Linked DNA regions of Gossypium arboreum: regions 1 and 3 are each linked to region 2. A link is a contact called in public Hi-C data. All regions are on one chromosome and are shown on one strand. Each heading gives the region's core, a stretch centred on a gene start, on an enhancer-like site or on the middle of the called end of the contact. The rest is flanking DNA. Distances are from core to core; before and after follow the strand shown.

The links. A called contact is a pair of places that touch in the nucleus more often than the background predicts.
Region 1: a contact with region 2 is called in a Hi-C map of leaf, with 2.9 times the contacts expected there. The contact joins the enhancer-like site here to the promoter of LOC108483376 in region 2. A contact is called at or near these places in 2 of 5 Hi-C or Micro-C datasets (both in leaf).
Region 3: a contact with region 2 is called in a Hi-C map of leaf, with 3 times the contacts expected there. The contact joins the promoter of LOC108468217 here to the promoter of LOC108483376 in region 2. A contact is called at or near these places in 3 of 5 Hi-C or Micro-C datasets (all in leaf).

What each region holds. Positions count from the first base shown.
Region 1 is chr7:81,114,611-81,117,913 of ASM2569848v2, reverse strand. No RefSeq gene overlaps it. Among protein-coding and RNA genes, the nearest start is that of LOC108487660, 28 kb to the right of the region's middle. Within about 2 kb of position 1,278, at least 1 of the 2 cell types and tissues checked has an H3K27ac peak or open chromatin away from gene starts, as enhancers often do. A contact at or near this core is called in leaf, where this site is marked.
Region 2 is chr7:81,249,266-81,252,435 of ASM2569848v2, reverse strand. LOC108483376 (protein LATERAL ROOT PRIMORDIUM 1-like) reads right to left here and starts at 1,727. Exons shown (of 2, transcript XM_017786740.2): 1 at 1-1,727. The coding sequence starts at 491.
Region 3 is chr7:81,036,145-81,039,349 of ASM2569848v2, reverse strand. It overlaps LOC108468217 (pentatricopeptide repeat-containing protein At5g01110), which reads right to left and starts at 1,948. Exons shown (of 3, transcript XM_017769117.2): 1 at 1,764-1,948; 2 at 1-1,670. The coding sequence starts at 1,595.

The sequences.
Region 1 (3,303 bases), core at 29-2,528, 130 kb after region 2:
ATAAATATTTTTTCAAAATTTTCAATTTGTCTTTATAATTAATAATTCTTTTATTTATATAAATAAAATAATAAATATAGTCATGATTCATATTAAAAAATGATCTTCATGTTCAAAATGATAAAATTACCATTTAAACTTTCATTTTTTAAAAAATTATAGACTAATATAATTATAAAATTACACTTTCATTTTCAAAATTTATATTTCATTTTACTCTTCTTAAAATGTTTTTTTACTTCAACTTATTAAATATTTTATAAAAATAATTAATTCTTACATTAAAAATTTAGTGTTAGTTGATTCTTCTCCAAGCCTTTTTGGCTTTTCTATAAAGATACCTAAAATTTTTATTATTTATGAAAATGACCCATCCTGAAAATTATGTACGTAAATGACTCATTTTGAACAATAAATCCTTATTCTATTGTTGTCATTGGCGACATCACCCATATAATCACCCAATGATTGGCCCCTTAAAATAAAAAATGATTTCTTTGGATGTCGTCATTGACATTGGCGGCATCAGTATAAGTACACGTATATTCATCCATTTAAAATATCTGTATTCGCTAAAAAAAGAAGAAAAATACTTTTAATAGGTCGTCAATGTCAACAGCCCCACAAAAAAATTTAAAATTTTTAATTCGAGTGTTGTTAATGTCAATGACACCACAAAAAAAATTCAAATTTTTTTCACGGGTGTCGCCAATGTCAATGGCACCGCCATAAACACTATTTCAAAAAAAATATTGGTGCCACCAATGATTAAATTTTTTTCAGGATATACGAGTATTTTAAATCAGTGAATGTACGTTTACTTATACTGGTGCCAACAATGTCAACGAAGACACCTAAATAAATTACTTTTTAATGCCATGAGCCAATCATTGGCTAATCATCATGAGTGATGCTGCCAATGGTAACAGCATCACTGTAGTTTATTATTTAAAACGAGTCATTTATATACATGGTTTTCAAAATGTGTCATTTTCATAAATAATAAAAAGTTTTGGGTCATTTTTATAAAAAAAAACCTTTTTTTTTTCTTTGAACTGGGTTTTATGATGCTATTTAGATGTAATATTGGAATACTAATATCATATTTATGCAATTCTTTTTAAAAAAAAACTAAAACTATCTTCTGTCAAAAATTACTTAAGTGGTCCCTCCTAAGTGAAAAGCGTAAATCTATAGCTCTTTTGCAGGTGAAAATGATGGGAAAGGCTTTGGAGAAATCAATGGCCCCTACCCTCTTCTCCCCAGCCAAATATCTTTGGTGATTTTCATTTTGGAGGGTTTAGGCTTAGTTTGGGCCCTGCCTTAGGGGGTGGCTCTCTGTACTACATGACTCAGCTCTGAAACTTCAGTAAGATTTTGTAATGTTCCCGCTTCAGGAACATTTTATTTTTATTTTTGGATAAATTGCAATATAAATCATAAATGGACCATTTATGTTTTAATTTTTTTATCACTTAACTTTTAGAATTTTCAAAATTAGGTTTTTTTTCATTTCTGTTAAGTGTTGTTGAATATTTTGACCAAAGGATATGATGCCCATTAAAAAAAAAAAGTATCATCAACTTTTATATATTTTACCAATTTATTTATAAATTTTTAAAAAATTACATACTATCTCAATTTAACCAATTTTTAAAATACATAAAAATGGACCAAATTGGCTAGGAATGATGGAGAGAGGATGGCGAGGGAATTATTGACACTTTTTGGATTGAAAAATGACGTTGGCAAGACTGAAGTAGTGGTTGCCAAGGTAGAGTTTTTGATGTTTTAAAATTGTTACTAGCAAATTAAACAAAGTGATTAGGAGTGATAGAGAAGTGGGTGTTTCTTGGACACCAAATCTAGAACATATAAAAATTATTTATATAGTTCGATTTTTTTACATTTGTGGAGTTTAACTTAGTGAAAAATATTCACTCTTTTTAATAATTACAACAAATGAATCTAATCTATCATACACCCCATGATAATTTTCCTCACCTTTTCATGTTAAAGATTAATACTTTCACCACTAAATTCACTCTTGTAATTCAACAAATAAAACCACAACACAAAAAGTTTTACTATTAATATGCATTCATATAAAAATTCCTCACTTGAACAAATTTAGTGCTCTTAATTCAAGTTACAATAACATATACATGTTTTTCAATTTATAAAGAATATTTCGAGAGTTGCTAACATAAAATCTATAACAATCCCATTAAAACAATAATACAATAACTTATTTACAATCTAATAATAGAACATAAATCAGATGTGGGCTCTTATCAGCTAATCTCATAGAGTTTTAATCCAATTCAAATGTCTATTGTTAAGTGACCAACTTGGGTGACTTGGTTTCGATCCAATCTCTAATTTGAATTTCCCAAGTAATATGATCTTCATAAATGAGTTAAATATCTTCTAAATAATCAACTCAACCCATTTATCTCGTCTAATAAATTGTCAATACTAAAATATGGAAACTATCATAGTTTTAATGCTGGAGAAGTGGGCACTTCACTAACATTTGATCCTAATTTCATATTTTTCAAATAATTTCATTATTGATAGTTTTTGATACCCAATTGTTTTTAAAATATGTAATATTATACATGTTTTGGGCTGGAATAGAAGGATATGAATGGTAGGTTTTGACAGAAGAATTCACCTTAATGAATGTTAACCTCAAAATTATTAATAAGAGGATTAGAATATTTAGTAAAGTTACTAACCTGTTTAAGTGCTTCAATGCTTTTTGATGTAACAATGAATCAACTTATTATTGGAACTTCTCAAACTCAATATTGTAAATACCTTGAACTTGATGAATGCAGTTAAGTTCATTACCCCATGGCTTTTATCTACCACTTAATAGTTCAAAGTGAACAACCACTAATATACATATATTTGCACATGTATATCAGCATTAATCAAAGGAACATGCAAATAGAACCCATTTCTGGTAGAGTTTAACAGGTTATAATCTACCTGTTTTTGTTTCTTTCTTGTGAGTTATGATAAAATTTTACTACCACTAATCACCATTTGCTATTAATGAACAGAAAGTTTGGTACCAAATTCTGATAGCAGAGCTAAGTTTAATGGAAAAACACAGAAACTTGAATGGGAATGAAGTAGAAGGGAAAGACATCTAGTTAAAAGTTTATTTATTTATTTTTAATATATATATTTGAAGTATATATATTTGAAAATATTTCTGTATTATACATATTTGAATCTGTTTAGAGTTAGGACCAAAATATGATAACTTGTAATGTTGAGGGCTAATTTTTT
Region 2 (3,170 bases), core at 478-2,977:
CAATCAAATCCCCGACTTTTACAGCATGTTCTACATCTCCTATGACTACAATCTTTCTTGGACTGGTTCCCACAATCTTGACATGTAGTCCCTGAGCTTGTACCTGAGCCACCACTCCCACCTCCCATCCCACCGCCACCACTGGTTTGTATCAAATTCATGGAAGAATTGTTATTGTCAAGGATTGAAGATGGTTTTTTAAGATAATTAGGAGAGGTTTGGTTCTGCCATAACTGCATCCCACTGAGTTTGTTACGACCACTGTTATTCACTAAATCAGAATCTTCCATATTTTGAGGAGCTAAGCATGGAGATGCTGTAAGGAGTGGGAAAACACCAACGCCAACACCAAGTGCCGTGGCAGCATTTTGACCGTTGATTTGATCATTTCCGATGATGGGATCTTGAGCATGGTGGTGATGGTGATGGTGATGATGGTTAAAAGACGCAGGAGCAACAACAACGAAATCGCGGAGACCAACCATCCCCATTTCAGAAGGAAGCCCGTAGTTGAGTGGACGAGCTGAGGGTGGCCATTGAGCGCTGGTGGATCCAGGTGGAGCAGCCACCGCGGCAGCCGCGTTTGCGTTGAAGCCAAGGGACAGGTCATCGGGGCCAGCTCGGATTGCTGCGGACGATGATGTCGCCCAATCTGCAAAGGCTCCTGAGTCTGAAGGTAGCTGCCTTCTTGTGGTAGCCACAATGACAACGATAATAACGAAATTATATAGATAAAGACGTCTCCTTCAATTGCTGAAAACTCAATCTTTACAAACATAAAACATAATCAAGAGTAAAAGTCAAGTTTCAATATGAAAAAGGAAAACAAGGGAAAAACCAAAAAAGAAAAGATGGAGAGAAGTGGAGAAAGAAGATATCTCTCTATTTAGGTGTTATATGAGTTAGAGAGAAGGGGGAAAGGGTGGGGTCGAATCTCTGAAATTGTAACAGAAGAAGATAAAAAGAAAGAGAAAGAGATCTTCTTTGTTGGGTGGCTTTCCAATTAGTGAACAGCACAGCAAGCAGAATTGTTTATTTCTTTTTTTTTTTTTGGCTCTCCTTTGCCTTCTGCCATTAATCTGCTAGCTATACTGAAAGAGATTGCGAGTTTTCTGTTAGCTTAGCTGCGGCTACTGCTACTGTCACTTTGACTCAGTTCCCTTCTGGGTTAACTAAAACATATAATAGGAAGGAGGAAAAAAATTTGAAAGGAAATCAAATGAAAGCCCCAAGCCAAGCTGAAACTACTGGTCTTCTGAAACTACTGCAGTCTTGTAGTAATATAAGATAACAAAAAAACATATGTATTAGGATGAAGTAACGAAACGAGCCTTTTCTTCTGTTGTCTTTCTTTATTTCTTATATATATGTATGTTTCTTCTTCAGTAGTTGTTTGTTGCCGACCTTTCTCTTCCAGTCCACATCTTTTCCTTCATCAGCTACATGTTCTTTGTTTATTTTTAATTTGGTTTGTTCCTTTTATTTACTAGAAAGCAATACTGAGGTGGGTTCCTCTCTACCTCTCACTCCCTTTTGCTTTGCTTTCTCTCTCCCTCTCTCTCCAATAATCACACGCTAACTATAGAATGAATGATGAGAAAAAAGGGTATAAAGACTTTTGTTCTTTAGTTTTTGTAATTTTTTGCGCCCTCTTTAAACTCACCTCACTGTCCACCTTTCCATGGAGTGCTCGGTTTCATAAATTCGACCCGGATTACACTAAATGCTCAAGTTAGAGCATAATTTTTCAAGGGTGTCTCATTTTAAAATAAGATGTATAACAATTGAAAATAAAATTAAAGAATAAAAACATAATTTGAAACATGCTTTATAATAATCGAGAAATTCTTATTTGGGCAAATTTAGTCTTTATTTAATATTTTAGAAGGCTTAACCTTTATTTAAACATTTTTATAGATATTAGATTCTTATATAATCATTTTAAAATATTTAGTGCATATGTGAATAATCTCAACCTAAATTTAAATAAAAATTATTTTATAATTTAATTTGATTTCATTAATAAATTTTATCTATATTTTAAATGATAATACAAGATTTGAAATCAATCTAAATGTATTGAAGTGACACTGCCTTGTTTTGTCCTAGTGGAAACACAAGTTCAAATTCTAGCGACCATACATTTGACTTAATGAAGAATAGTTTCAAGTTTAAGTTAACACTCAGGGTAAAACAAATGAATCTATCTAATTTATAAACTCTAAATTTGAATATCATAGTAATCCTTCCATTATATTTTAGATTGTATTTTGGTCTTTTTATTAAAAATTAGATAAATTAATCACTTTATGTTAGATGAACGAGTAAAATAATCTCCTCATTAAAATTTTATTTCAAATGTTTATTTTTGTTGTTTTATATATAAAACATAATAGCAAATTAAACCCTTAATATTTATACATTTATTCAATTTGACACTTACCTCAAATTCATTATTAATGTGACACTATTTTGTATTATTTGCCACCTCAAAAATAATTTTAAAGTAAAAATAAAATTCAAAAATAATAAATAAAAGTTATAATTCTAAAATGAAAAAGCTCCTTAAAATAAAAAAATTTAAATTTATAATAAAAATGAAAATAATTTTAAAATTACAAAAAATCCAAGATTTATGAAAAAAATCTTCAAAGGTATTTTAATTCGATATTCAATAAAACATTTCGAAATTTAAAATTAATTAAATCGTCCTCAATAGATTTAAGGAGGATTTAGTTCGTCTCCAACAGTTATTCTTTAAAATTTTATCTTTCAAAAATTTAGGAACGAATATAAATAATCATCCTTTATAAGGATGAATTTCGTCCCTAAAACATTATCGACGAATATCCCCAAATTCATAGAAACATAGGGACAAATATCAACCCTAATTCTTTGGAGATGAATATCATCCCAAAATTAATAAAAAATACAAAAAATTTTAAGGAGGTTATTTCTCTCTAAAAAAATATTCTTTATAACACATTCTCAAAATATTAATTTTTATTTAATAATTAACTACTGTAATTTTAAATCTAGTAGTACGAATTCTTAAGAAAAAAAAGGTAATTATCTACATTTACGTAAAATAAAATAAATAAAATCCACAATATTAAATTCTATTGAAATTTTAAATATAGTGTTTATAAAGATCTAATAATATCTTTGTG
Region 3 (3,205 bases), core at 699-3,198, 210 kb after region 2:
ATAATCTTTCTAGAAATCATACCAGCCCAGAGCTGCTTGGCCTTCTCAATTTCATCTACCTTGCAGAACCCGTCAATTAAGGTGTTGTATGTCACAATGTCTGGCTTAATATTCCTTTGAGTCATTGCATCAAACAAGTTTAGAGCTTTATTCATATTTCCATCCTTACAATGTCCATGGATGAGTGTTGTGAAAGTATAAAAATCAGGAAAAACACCCCTTTCTGTCATCTCATGCAATAGATTGTCTGCTTCAGTGAGCATCTTCTCCTTGCACAACCCATTCAAAATGGTATTGTAAGTAACAACATCCATATTACATCCCTTTTCTAGCATTTCATCCCTGATCTTCAAAGCTTCCAACATCGCATGATTTCTGCAATACCCATCTATAAGAATAGTATAAATTACATTATCTGGAACCAAGCCAGCTCTCTTCATATTATTAAAATAGTCTAATGCCTGATCAAGATGTCTATTTCTACAAAATACCCCAATAAGTGAACTAAAGCTAACCAAATCCGGAATAACACCTCGATGCAACATTTCATTGAAAATGTCTTCTGCTTCTGATATATTATTTTTTCTGCAACTCTCAACAAGCAAAGTATTATAGGTAGTAGTATCAGGACTCAACCCTATCCGTAGCATCTCATTTAAAATTTCTTTTGCTCTTTCAAAGTTCCCTCTCTTGCATAAACCATACACAATTGAATTATAAGTAAAAAGGCCTGGTTTCAACCCTTTATTTGACATGGATTTCATCAACCCAAAGGCTTCTTCCAAATGCCCTTCACGGCAATACGCATTAATCATTGTATTGTATGTCACAATATCAGAATAAATTCCCTTCTCTTTCATTTCTGATAAAAGAGATTTAATACAACTGATCTTTCCATCTTTACACAAAGCATTAACCATAATATTTAATGTATAAACATTTAACTCAACCCCAGCTCTAACAACTTCATTATACACTTGCCAAGCCAAATCAACCCATCCAACCTTCACTAATCCACCAAGAAGACTATTACAGGCATTAATAGAAACACAAAAACCTTTACTTCTCAAAATCATAAAGGCCTCGGATCCTTCTCTTAACTTCCTAGCTTGCACATAAGACCTAATTAACAAATCAAAAACAGAATCATTTGACCCAAAATTTCCACATGTGGAAACCAAAGACTCCACAATTTCAACACGTGAAACCCCACTTTTCCTAACCATCCTAAGAACCAAAGCCTGTGCATCAGACAACCTTCCACATCTCACAAGAACATGAATCATTGCACTTAAGGACATCGAAGAATGCTTAAAATTCGAGCAATTAAGCACAATAAAATCAACAAATCTTTTACCCAATTGCAAATTCTCACGGCAGTGCAAAAGAACCTCAACGACGATCAACGGGTTTATTCGAAATCGATAATTATGCAAAGAGTTCGCATTACCTTGCTTTAAACTGAACAGAATCTTCTCCACCATGAACGAAACCGGTTCTCCATTTGATGGGGTTTGTAGGGTTTGTAAAGTTCTAAGAAATTTGTGGGTAGCTGAAGTCTTGAGAGGGAGATTTCGAAAGAGTAGCCGTGACATGAGTGATTTTGCGTAGGTTTCAAACCTTTTGCATCAATTTTGCAAGCTGTTCAATCTGGCACTGCATAATCGAAGCTACATTAACGAAAGCAGCAAATATACGAATCAATTATACCATGTGCTTTATCAATTATCTTACAGTATAAAGCTAACAGAGCTTTGGCTTACATTTTTTGTAGCTGAGATTGACCATTTAAGAACGGAGTCTGTGATGTCTACACGACTTGACACTGACAAGCATATGGCAGCTATTTAGATTCATTTCGATACGATTGGAGAAGGTCGTTACCACCGATTGAGCCAAAGGGATGTCCTCAAACAAATGTTCTTCATTTTACCCACAAGTTATGTAGAGCTCCTGATTTACCAGCTACGCCCCTATAATTTAATTTAAGTTACAAATTGGTCACTGAATTATTGATAAATTTATAATTTAGTTACTCAAATATTAATAAATTCACAATTCGGTCACTCCTAATATAATTTAATAAATTTCTAATTGAAACACCAAATATATTTCTCTCAACCAAATAAAAAATTTTAAATTCTATCAACTAAACTAAAAAAAAAAAATCATTCTCAATAGTGTGTTAACTAGTATAAATATTTGAAGGAAATCAGCAAATTTGAGTAGTGATATGGGTTTTATCTTCTTCATTGATTTGGGCCTAACCATTGATATGAAAAACAATACCTCGCAACCTTCTACGCATCATTATTTTATCTAATTAATAGCCAAAGAGATTGTCTTGTAATTAAAGACTTATTATTTCATTTTATATTTCATCAATTCTTCTTTTTCATGTATGCATAATTACAATTTTCGCTCGTAATCTTTTTGGAAATAATTAATTTAGTCCTCTCTTTTCTTTTCAGCCCTCAAACTATTATTATTATTTTTTAAATTATCCATAATTGGATGGAAAAATTAATAGTATTGTTAATTTGCTTACGTGGATGCCACATGGATGGCCACATGTGCTACTTGCTGGTAAATTAATTAAAATTTTCAAAAAAATTGTAAAAATTATAAAAAAAAAGTTAAAATAAAAATATTTTGGAGAGAGAAAGGAAAACGTGTCTTACAGGGCACATTTTCATTGATGTAATAGTGAAAACGTGTCCTGTAGATGCGTTTTCAAGAGAGAGAATAAAAATGCGTCCTATAAGACGTGTTTTCACTTTGGTAAAAATTGTTTTTTTCTTCTTCTTTTTTCCTTACGGTTGGAAATTAAAAGTTTGTAGATTTATTTTTGTCCGTATTTGAGATAAACATGGTTATAGTTTTAATGAATGTTTGAATTTACAGTAGTGTCATGGAGTTGGGTGACCTACAAATTTCATCTGTCATGTGAGTATGAAGTCATCAATTATGAAGCTGAATCGCTTTGCAACTGAAGGTCCCAATTGGCAGTGATTATACGGTTTAGGGTCAACGTGTAATTACGGCTTCAAGTTTACAAATGTTATGTTGTCAAGGGATGGAGCATAAATGGGGTCGTAGTTGACAGTGGTTATGCGGACACAACAACTAGTTTTCCCTCATTAGAGGAGGATGCTTAATAAAACTCAAACAAGCGTACGAAGAAGAAAAACGTAGTGGCCTTTTA